3 separate regions of the Mus musculus genome follow, and all the other regions are linked to region 1. Evidence: chromatin contacts called from public HiChIP or PLAC-seq data. All regions are on one chromosome and are shown on one strand. Each heading gives the region's core, a stretch centred on a gene start, on an enhancer-like site or on the middle of the called end of the contact. The rest is flanking DNA. Distances are from core to core; before and after follow the strand shown. Region 1 has its middle 25 kb from the start of Gm13710. Region 2 overlaps Ctnnd1 (catenin (cadherin associated protein), delta 1). Region 3 overlaps Ctnnd1 (catenin (cadherin associated protein), delta 1).

Region 1 (3,583 bases), core at 504-3,003:
AACATCCGACAGAGCTCTTAACAACAGATGGATCTTCAAGCCCAAAGTTCCAAAGTCCTTCCACAGTCCTCCCCAAAACATGGTCAGGTTGTCACAGGAATACCCCACTCTGCTGGTACCAATTTGTCTTAGTCAGGATTTCTATTCCTGCACAAACATCATGACCAAGAAGCAAGTTGGGGAGGAAAGGGTTTATTCAGCTTACACTTCCATACTGCTGTTCATCACCAAGGAAGTGAGGACTGGAACTCAAGCAGGTCAGGAAGCAGGAGCTGATGCAGAGGCCATGGAGGGATGTTCTTTACTGGCTTGCCTCTCCTGGCTTGCTCAGCCTGCTTTCTTATAGAACCAGGATTACCAGCCCAGAGATGGCACCACCCACAAGGGGCCTTTCCCCCTTGATCACTAATTGAGAAAATGCCTTACAGTTGGATCTCATGGAGGCATTTCCTCAACTGAAGCTCCTTTCTCTGTGATAACTCCAGCTGTGTCAAGTTGACACAAAACTAGCCAGTACACAGGAGTATGGCAACATCCAGGCAGGCATGGTGCAGGAGGAGCTGAGAGTTCTACATCTTCATCTGAAGGCAGCCAGGAGAAGACTGACTTCCAGGCAGCTAGGGCAAGTGTCTTAAAGCCCACTTCCACAATGACACACTTCCTCCAAAATGCCACACATCCAAATCGTGCCACTCCCTGGGCCAAGCATACACAAACCACCACAGTGCTGTTCTCTGGTCTGTCTTTGTTGGGTGGCTTCTGTGCTTCTTGGTTTCTGTGGTCCTCTCTGGGTCGTAGGACAGACAGTGTGGTGGCTGTTTGTTGCCTAACGGGAAATTATTCTGGGATCCTGATAGGTGTGGCTACTGGAGGTTCCAGGTAAAATGTGTTTCTAGGTATTGGTAGCTCTGACACTTAGGAATGGGGAAGGACTAGGGCAGGGACCCTGGTTGGGCTGATCCATAGGAGAGGTAAGCAGGGTGTTCTATTAGGATTTGCTTAGTCCCTTGTGAGTGAGGGCAGGGAGAGGGGGAGGGGGAGGGGGAGGGGGAGGGGGAGGGGGAGGGGGAGGGGGAGGGGGAGGGGGAGGGAGAGGGAGAGGGAGAGGGAGAGGGAGAGGGAGAGGGAGAGGGAGAGGGAGAGGGAGAGGGAGAGGGAGAGAGGGAGAGGGAGAGGGAGAGGGAGAGGGAGAGGGGGAGAGGGAGAGGGAGAGGGAGAGGGAGGAGAGGGAGAGGGAGAGGGAGAACAACAGATAGCCTGCTACAGAGCTGGGATTGGGAACTGAATTTTGAGGAACTGAGGGAGAGGTGAAGATCTAGTTAGCCTATCTGCTCTTTGGGCTGAAGTAACCTGTAGTTGGCCCCAGAGAAGGCCTGTTGGGGTTAGGAGTCAGGATGAAGCATTGAGTGGGAGGAAGGAAATTTGGAGAGGAAGATCTGTATGATCCACTGGAGGTGGGGATTGGGGAGAGAGGTCGCAGCAGGTCTGTCTGCTCTAGAGCTGGGGTTGGGACACTGGGTTTGGATTTGGAAGAACTGAGAGAGGTGGAGATAGGAAGTTAGCCTCCCTGCTTCCCTGGCTGGAGTGGTATGTGTGTTTCTTGCACACATCTTGTGTGTGGTGGTTAAGATTGTTGAGTTGGCAGGATCTAGATTCACCCAGAAAGCAGAACTCTGGGTATGTATGCATGGTATTTCCAGATCGACTTAACTGATGTGGGGATGCCATCCCAGGGCACTGTGTAAAGAAGGAAGCAAGTGGGGCACCTCTGCTTCCCTACAGCAACTGTACTTCTGCTTCCCTACAGCAACTGTAGCAACTGCAGGGTGGCCTTGCTTTCCCTGCCACCCTAAACTGAATTCCCGTGAGCTGGGAGACAAAATGAACCTCTCCTCTTTAAGTTGCTTTTGACAGATCACGGCAATGAACAAAGTAACTGACAGACCATGTAACCCAGGCTGGCCTCAGACTTACTGTGCAGCTTCAGCGGCAGGTAGGTCTTGAACTTCTGATCTTCTTGCCTCTGCCTCTAGAGCAGTGGGTCTCAACCTTCCCGATGCTGCGACCCTTTAATATAGTTCCTCATGTTGTGGTGTCCCTAACCACAAAATTATTTGCATTGCTACTTCATAACAGTTATTTTGCTGTTATGAATTGTAATGCAAACATCTGATATGCAGATGGATTTTTTTGTTTGTTTGTTTTAAGACAGGGTTTCTCTGTGTAGCCCTGGCTGTCCTGGAACTCAGAAATCCACCTGCCTCTGCCTCCCAAATGCTGGGATTAAGGGCGTGTGCCACCACTGCCTGGAGCAGATGGTCTTAGGCCACCCCTGTGAAAGGACCCCAGGGGGTCTTGTCCAAAGGTTGAGAACCACAGCTATAGAATTGTAATTTATACTTTAGGTATCTGCCACCAAGCTTCCTCCCTGCTTTCTGTTTGGACCCACCATTATTTCTGATAATTAAAAAGAGAAGTAGAACACTGAGGCCTATAGAGAAAGGGTTTACCACAACAGTAGACAGGGGCGTTGTTACAGCTAAGGGTTCTTGCTTAAATATGAATAATATGAATATCAGGAAGACACTGACACATACTGTCTTTTTTAATATACAAATAACCTCCTTTTGCACAAGGAAAAGTTAAGGTTTTAAGATCTCTTTGTGATTTGGGGGAAAAAGACACTAAATTTTGCTTCTTTGAGCAATATCACCTTTCCTTCTCCTGAGTTTTATATTCAATCAATAACCACTGCTTATCTGCTACATCAGTTCTTTTGAGTCAGGGTCTTTCCCTCCTCCTTGTCTCCATTCCACAGCTGAATGGGCAAGGCTTTTCCATGCACTGGACTCGAGGCAGGATCTTGCTCTCTGTATCGTAGGCTGGCTTTAAATTCCAAATTCTCTGACCACAGCTTCCTGAGAGCTGGGTATAACAGTTGCATGTCTTGAAGGCCGACTGTATTTATCTTGGAAGAAGAAATATTTCATTATTTGGTGCCATTCAGAAAGAAAACTCCATGTTAGTACGAGGGATGTAGCTCCGTTGGTAGTAGAGTGTTTGCCTAACATGCAGAAAACTCTGGGTTCAATTTCCTGCTCTGTGGTATGATATGCTTGTGATCCTAATTCTTGAGAGGTAGAGGCAGGAGGATTATCATCTGCCATGAAATGAGTTTGAGGTCAGTTGGGTTATGTGATACACTGTCACAAAAAAATGAGACAAACAGGTCTAAACCCTAAAACAATACAAGAAACTCATGAAACTCTACAAACAAACAAGAAGCTGCCCACCTCAAGCTAACATGAAGAAAGGATCCAGGATGCTAGGGAAGAGGCTAGATGCTTAGGGAATTGGAACTTTCTTTGTTGGCAAGAAAGTTGGGACAAGGCAGTGGCTGCAGGATTCCTTTCATTTTCTGACTTTTTTTTTTTTTTTTGAATTTTCCTATTCTGTTCCTTTTTTCTTGTTCCAAGTTGCCCATCAGATGCTCTGCAGAAATTGGAAAATCCCCAGAGGGACTCAAGGCTTTATGGTGTTAACAGAAATCTGAACCACGGGGGAAACAAGCTCGTTGGATGTT
Region 2 (3,583 bases), core at 807-3,306, 92 kb before region 1:
TTTTAAAGATTTATTTATTTTATGTATATGAGTACACTGTAGCTGTCTTCAGACACATCAGAAGAAGGCGTCAGATCTCCTTATGGATGGTTGTGAGCCACCATGTGGTTGCTGGGATTTGAACTCAGGACCGTCAGAGGAGCAGTCAGAGCTGTTAACTGCTGAGCCATCTCTCCAGCGTCCCATATCTCCATTTCTTAACTGACATTTTAATTTCGTATAATTCATCACTACAGCTGCATTTATAGTGTTCAGGTTTGGGAGAGGTTAAGTAAAATTTGTGTTGTTCCATTATATCTAGAAGTAGCATGTCCCTTTACCAGGAAGTTAAAACTTTTATCAAGCAGATGCCTGCAAATATTTCCAGAGAAAAATAATCTAATTTTAATCCCATGCTATGGTCTCCCTGTCCTGTCAGCAGTGTAGAGACTTTGGTCAAGCTGCCACCCTTCTCTCAATGGGAGTTCATAGCAGAGTACTGAAGAGGGTAATAGGCAAGGGGTCCTCTTGACGCAGACACTGGTGATGGGCTCCCAAGCTTGGTTGGTGGTGGCTTGCTTTCTGCACTGCAGTAAAACCACAGAGGACATCTTTGGCGCTGGGGATTAACAATTCTTCTGTCTTCTCTGACCTGTGATCTTTTCTCTTCTCTCTTCTCCGCCCCCCTCCCTAGTGTGAAGTGAGGGGACCTACTCCCTCCTTTCTACTCCCTCTGTGGTCCACCTTACTTTTTATCCTGCCCTGCGGCGGCTCCTCCCCTTACCTTCATGGACGACTCAGAGGTGGAGTCGACCGCCAGCATCTTGGCCTCTGTGAAAGAACAAGAGGCCCAGTTTGAGAAGCTGACCCGGGCGCTGGAAGAGGAGCGGCGCCATGTCTCGGCGCAACTGGAACGCGTCCGGGTCTCACCACAAGATGCCAACTCACTCATGGCCAATGGCACCCTCACTCGTCGGCATCAGGTAACCCTCTCTCCTTTAGACCTGCAGGTAGGACATTGGCATGGTCACAACTGAGGCCTATATATCCTTAGTGAGATACTACTGGCCCTGGGCTGTCCAGTGCTTATACTTCACGATGAACTGTTCCAGGGATATTATAAATGCTGATTAAGAAATAAGGGATTTGTTACTGATCTGAGTTGAGTGGACTTTAGAAACCCTTTGTAATTTCCTGTTTTGCTAGAGTGGATTTTCTGGACAGGAATGCAGTTCTAGTTATTTCTAGTTATGATACTGTACTTTGGAGCTACACACAGAGTCACTTCTGTTTTCTTTGAAATATCTTTTTTCTCAGGGTCAAAAATTAGGAAAGTATATCTACTTAGCGGTTGGGGAAGTTGGGCATCTTGAGCTCCTAGCTCCAGTTCAGTCTCAAGTAGAGAACAGTCTGTTCTCAGAAAGTTGTTAGAGTGTTCATAATTGTATATTCCTTTCCCTATGTCCTTGTGTGCTTATTGTTGGGTGAGGAAGTCATGTTTTGGAAGAAGGAGTCATTGTTACTTTTACTGGTTAGAGCTGGGGGAGGGGAGATATCATGCTATTATTTAACTCAGATAACCACAGGAGCCAGTAGTGGTCTCTGCATTGGCTGGCTTCGATGTGACTTGGGAGGACAGGTGATAGAAATGAGAAGTATTTGTGTTCCCTGTGGTTTATGTCTGACTTTGCTGGGGTGTAATCTGAGGTTTTGCCAGTGAGTGTGAACACGCATAGGCTGGGTGGGTACTGCATTAGTGGACTGACTCTATAGAGCTCTGAGTGGAATTAGAACAGTGCTTACACTCAGTTCTTTTAACTGATTATTTATTTGTTTTTATCTGTTTGTTTGTGCAAGGGATTGACCCTAGAGCCCTGAACATGCTAGACAAATGCTTTACCACAGAGCTATGTCCTAGACTCTTTACTTACTTACTTATGTATGAGGAGCTGGGGATGGAATCCTGGGTCTTGTGCATGCCACTAAACAACATTTCCAGACCTTTGGGTCTGTGAAGATTAGGTATTGGTACATAGCTCAGGTTGACCTCAACCTTGTGGTCCTCTTGTCTCTGTTTCCCTAGTGCTAGGGTTACAATCGTGCCCAGTTGCTTGCTTAATCCTTAAGCTAGTAGATATCATTTGAATAATCAGGACCATGAAATAAACAACAACGTTCAAGGAAATTTTCAGGAACTTGAGTGTAGAGAGTTAGGGATGAGACACACTGAAGGAAAGTGGGGTGCTCAGACTTTAAGGTGGTGGGGAATCCCAGGATTTAGTGGTTTATCTTCTTCTTTTATTTTTAACCTCTGCTCTGCAATGAAACCACACCCTTCCTTCTTCCTGAAAGCAATGGTTAACTTCCTCCCCTGCTGCAGCATTACACTGCATGTAAAGGGGGAATGGGTGGAAGAAGATCCCAAGGTTATTGGATCTAGTTGTATTCTGTTGGGAGGGGCAAGACATGTGCTTTATATATGCAGTCTCATTAGGTTATGTCTTGGTGCTTAACATAGAACAATTTAACAACGTTTGAGAATGTGTTCTGTAGCTGTAACTTGTTAAAGACGTTGAAGACTTTTTTTGAGGGGCGTTGCTGAGTACTTTCCTTCGTATTTGGAAATGGAGAATTTACTCTCTTCATTCAAGAGCTTCCTGGAATGGGAGTTTACCCTGGTACCACAGCTTGAAGATTCCTAGAACGATAATAAAAGGAGGCTTTTTGTGGACACCCTCCCCCCTTCCGCCACCCCCCATTGTAGCCTTCCTAACTTACATTCTTAAAGCTTTCCAAAAGGTTTTCTGTAGGGAGCTTACCTGAGTCTGTGTTATTAAGCAAATGGTCTTTGAATGCTTCTAATGTGCCAAGTACTGTTCAAGATGTTAGGGATGTTAGTAGCCTTGAAACTACTGGACTCAAACCCTGTGTACTCATGGAACTTACATTCTCATGCTCCAGAAATCCCACCTGCCAGAATTCTAGGCCTGTAGAGGAAAGTGGTATCTAAGATTGTTATGGAGTGTTATGGTTCTTATGTGAGTACCGACAGAAGGATTTCAGTCCACAAATACCTTCTCAAAAGCCCTTTCATTTTTGAAAGAAAGATGCTGTCTTAGACAGAACAAAGGTCAGCCAGAACATGAATTGTTTTGTGGGCTCTGTTTCAGAACGGCCGGTTTGTGGGCGATGCTGACCTTGAGAGACAGAAATTTTCAGATCTGAAACTCAACGGACCCCAGGTAATTGTTTCCACTCAAGGTCTAGGGACTTCATTCACATCTTTGTACCTCTCCAGTCTTTATGATCATATTGCTATGCTGCAGTGCTCATCGTAAATATTTACTAGTTTTTTAATTTTGGAAATTAAAAAGGTACCATTTCAAATTATAGTTTTGCTGATTTTTTTTTTAATCATTGGCTTTTCTCATGGTATTCCTATCTCATTTGATCCTCCAAAAACTGCAATTGTTTTGAGGGAGAGCATAATTTTACATTGTAGAAAAGCTTACCTAAAATCTAACTGAGGAGATGAACGAATCTGATGAATAACAAAATCTTTGTTGGGCCTGATGGGGCAAATCTAATCTTAGTGTCTTAGGAG
Region 3 (3,583 bases), core at 597-3,096, 70 kb before region 1:
AAAGTCTTACCTTGGTTCTCTTACTAACAAATTGCATGTGTTCACAGCAGGACGAGGGGCAGGAATCTTTGGAGGAAGAGTTGGATGTGTTGGTTTTGGATGATGAGGGGAACCAAGTGTCTTACTCCCCCATGGTATGTCCTCCAGTCACCCCTAAGATGGTCCTGAGGAAGGAGGTTGCTGTGTGCCTACTCTTTGCCAATCATGCTGATCTGATCAGGCCTGCGATACTTGTTTGAGCCGCATGGTACCCAAGGGTTCTACTTCTGTGATCACGACCTCTTCCCAGGCTGGGATGCAGCGGATGATCTGGTTCTATGTTGTGTGCTGCTTTCCTGCCTCCAGATTTGCTCAGCTGTGTATGTTTCCCCTGTCGTCCTGTCCTCAGCCTTAACAGCCTTCTCTTTTTTCCCCACAGCAGAAGATTTAGCGCCACTCTACCTGCTCCATATGGGCTTATAATATATTACTTTTATTTTTTGGTGGTGAAATGGACTGATGATTTTTTTCCTTTCTTCGCTGGACTATTGTGCCAACTGCCAGGCTGACTCCTACCCTTGTAGCCCAAATTGGCTGCCGTCATCCGTGAATTACCTACATCTTCCACTGAAGTTTAATTGTCCTATCCTCCCAGACCCTACTTCCAGTTTTCCCCCAAGAAACCTGACTCTGTTATTTGCATATCTTGAGAAACTGCTGCAGATTAGCTCTTTTTGCCAGCCTTCCCTGGAACTCTTGGCCTTGCATAGAGGGAGGGAGAGTGGAACTCTCTACTGGAAGCAATGGGAAGAACTGAAAATTACACACTGTCTGTTCAGCAGTCAGCATTCTGACAAACTGATGACTTTTAATCAAGACTATTTTTTCTGGTGTGGGGGGAACTTTTTATTTTGTTTTGGATGGGGAAGTGTGAGTTCTTCCCTTATCCAGTGGCGATTTTTGAAGCCAAGAAGGCTGGAAACATTGGCACATTCCACCTGGCAAGGGCCCTCAAGTAAGTGAAGTACTCCCCAACCTCAGAGTGAGAACTCTTGTTCCTCCTGTTCAAGGCAGGGACCACAAAGGACCTACAGACTCCATCTCTCTGTCAGCTTCAGGATAACCTTGGGGTGCTGTCCTGACCAAGGCTGTCCTTAACCCTCCTCTCCTACCCTGTGATAAACCTGCTAACTTGACCTGGCTGTTTTGCAAGATGCTTTGTAAAAAGGAGAATGCCATGGAACCCCCTGGTTGAGAAGAAACAGAAAGATTGTCTATTGAGAAGATGAACCTCTAGGAGGAATGTACATGAAGTGGTTAGTCTGAAACTGGCAGGAAGCTTCAGAGCTGGCTTTCCTCAGCCCCCTCACCCCATCTCTCTTCGTCCTTTATAAGCTTGTCCTCCCTCTCCTCCCCTTCCCTGGATTTGTTGGCCAACTTACAAGACTTGTACATAGCTCCTCCCCCTTTGCCCTTGTAAGGTAGGAGTTGCCCTGGCTTTGCCTCTTCTTTGTGCCTTTGGCCTGGGGTGCATCTCCTCCCTCTCTTCCAGGTGCCTTTCTTTGCCTCTGCAGTCTCATTTCTCATGATTTTGCAAGTTAGACCTTGTTATTTTCTTACCCACTGTTGACCCCCAGTAGCTGAAGCAAAGAAGAGGAGTGGTAACTTAGGGAACTTCACGTCCCTACTGGGTGTTGTTAAAGCCTCTGACATAGCCACAACAGGCTTCTGCTTAACAGTGTGCAGTTGGGATTGGTGAAAATCCATCCCGATAAGTCTCAAAGTGAGGCTGTTAGGAGGGAGTGCTGTGACTCTGACTCCTTAGTCGTCCCCAGTTCCCATCATCTCTGAAAGGCTACAGGGAATCAGGCCATGCCTCCATTACACCCTTTTCTGTTGTAGTGAGTGTTACAGCTTGGCTAGAGAAGCAGCTACTATGTGGGTGCAATTTTTTTTAAACATTTTTCCTTATTTTCTTTCCTTAATCTAAAAGCTCTATTCAATGCAACTGGAATTCTTTATCCCTCTTGTCCTGTTCCTTAATATATTGAGGCTATGGGGTAGGAGAAAAGTGCACAGCCCACCAACTCCTTTTCTTATACATTGCAGTCACCCCCTCCCCCCAACCTTTGCTTCCTTCCCATTTCTTCCTAGTCCCGTTTCCCTTTTCTGGCAAAAAGGAGCTCTGTGCTCTCTGTGACCCTCAGAGTACACTGCACAGGGGAGCCTCCCCCACCCACATCTATCTGCCTCTGGTTTTGGGTTCTCTTGTCCTCTTCTGCTCTTCCTGGTGCTCTTTCTTCTCGGTGGGGTGTGGGTAATAGAATAGCCATGGGCTTTGGGGACCTTTAACTGTTTTTTTGTTTGTTTGTTTTGTTTTTCCTTTTTCATTTATAAAAACACTAAACATTCAATTTCAGCAAACCAAAAATCCTACCCTCCCACCGAATACTACTAAGGGGCATATCTTCTGCTCTGTATCTTTTCTCTCTTTCTTTCTCTTGTTAATGCTTTTAAAAACAAATGAGTTTTTTATATAAATAAAAGTTTTTAAAGTGTGTGTGTGGGAGGTCTGTGTCATTTCTTCACTTCCAGCTGCACTTCTTCCCTCCTTTCCTTCTTAGTTACTTTGGTGCCGGTGTTGTTTTTCTATGCAGAGCAGCCAGAAGGCGGTTCGTTGTCTCAGGATGGGCTTACTTTAGTTTCAGTCCCAACTCTAATGAAGGAAGGTTCTTTGTAACACCCTCCCACTCCAGAGTCTTAAAAATATTTAATGAATGGCTGAAGTAGAGCATGAGAACTTTCTGCTATTAGAGTTAGAAAGTGAAGTGCATACCCTGGCTTCCCCATTCTTTGGGGTTCTCATACATCATGACAAAATCAGCACTAAGCAAAGCCCTCTAACGCTTGGCTCTTTTGAACACAACATATCAAATCTAGAAGATTAGAAGCTAGCAGTCCCAACAGCTACCTTAGTAACTGTGAAAGAGTTCAAAGTCCTCTGCACGAGAGCACTGATCACAGATCATGGCAATGCTGCTCAGGCCCTATGGAGTCGGTTGGGTTGTTTGGTAGGACATCCCGCCAAATTGTATATGGTTAACAGAAACCGGATCACTGGGGGTTATCTTTACTGCAGATACCAAAGATTCAGACTCATGGAAAGATACTTTTCCGGGGCCCTTATGTCCTGTCATATAATTTAAAGATCTCCAGAGAATTTGTATAAAATGCTTATTATATAGTGACATCTTCAATCACTATATTATAAAATTACTGGTCTGTTCCCAGTGATAGCCCAGGATCACCACATTATACAAGACGTAAGAGCTTTTGGGGGCTAATGAGAACCGGGCAGCTCCAGCAGTGTAGCTGTGTAGATTAAGGCTTGATTTGCACTTACACCTGTAGTCTTGGAGCTGACAAATAAGGTACAAAGCCGAAAACTTCAGCTTCTGCTCTGCTGCAAAGGTTCTGTTTTTACGTAGAGAAACGTGGCCATTGGTCAGCAACCTTTCCTCACTGGTATTGAGTTAGATCAAAACCCTGCTGCAGGCTGGCCTTAGCTCATGATCCTCCTGCCTCTCTCCTCAGTGCTGGGACT

Evidence for each region. HiChIP or PLAC-seq counts read pairs in DNA pulled down with a chosen protein or histone mark.
Region 2: a contact with region 1 is called in an H3K4me3 HiChIP or PLAC-seq map of bone marrow-derived macrophages, with 2.8 times the contacts expected there. The contact joins two enhancer-like sites. A contact is called at or near these places in 3 of 484 Hi-C or Micro-C datasets (the HPC-5 cell line, conventional dendritic cells and erythroid progenitors), 8 of 115 datasets of contacts at active chromatin or transcription factors (bone marrow-derived macrophages, embryonic stem cells, epiblast stem cells and 4 more) and 3 of 9 other capture datasets (adipose tissue, embryonic stem cells and pancreatic islet).
Region 3: an H3K4me3 HiChIP or PLAC-seq map of bone marrow-derived macrophages shows a contact between it and region 1, with 4 times the contacts expected there. The contact joins two enhancer-like sites. A contact is called at or near these places in 1 of 15 datasets of contacts at CTCF or cohesin (the NIH/3T3 cell line), 5 of 484 Hi-C or Micro-C datasets (the G1E-ER4 cell line, the HPC-5 cell line, conventional dendritic cells and 2 more), 3 of 115 datasets of contacts at active chromatin or transcription factors (bone marrow-derived macrophages, embryonic stem cells and microglia) and 3 of 9 other capture datasets (adipose tissue, liver and pancreatic islet).

Annotation. Positions count from the first base shown.
Region 1 is chr2:84,529,586-84,533,168 of GRCm38.p6, reverse strand. No RefSeq gene overlaps it. Among named protein-coding and RNA genes, the nearest start is that of Gm13710, 25 kb to the right of the region's middle. Within about 2 kb of position 1,753, at least 38 of the 459 cell types and tissues checked have an H3K27ac peak or open chromatin away from gene starts, as enhancers often do. A contact at or near this core is called in bone marrow-derived macrophages and microglia, where this site is marked.
Region 2 is chr2:84,621,649-84,625,231 of GRCm38.p6, reverse strand. It overlaps Ctnnd1 (catenin (cadherin associated protein), delta 1), which reads left to right. Exons shown (of 19, transcript NM_001085450.1): 2 at 674-962; 3 at 3,150-3,221. The coding sequence starts at 768. Among named protein-coding and RNA genes, the nearest start is that of Ctnnd1, 27 kb to the left of the region's middle. Within about 2 kb of position 2,056, at least 50 of the 459 cell types and tissues checked have an H3K27ac peak or open chromatin away from gene starts, as enhancers often do. A contact at or near this core is called in bone marrow-derived macrophages and microglia, where this site is marked.
Region 3 is chr2:84,599,739-84,603,321 of GRCm38.p6, reverse strand. Ctnnd1 (catenin (cadherin associated protein), delta 1) reads left to right here. Exons shown (of 19, transcript NM_001085450.1): 19 at 419-2,541. The coding sequence ends at 430. Among named protein-coding and RNA genes, the nearest start is that of Ctnnd1, 49 kb to the left of the region's middle. Within about 2 kb of position 1,846, at least 9 of the 459 cell types and tissues checked have an H3K27ac peak or open chromatin away from gene starts, as enhancers often do. A contact at or near this core is called in bone marrow-derived macrophages and microglia, where this site is marked.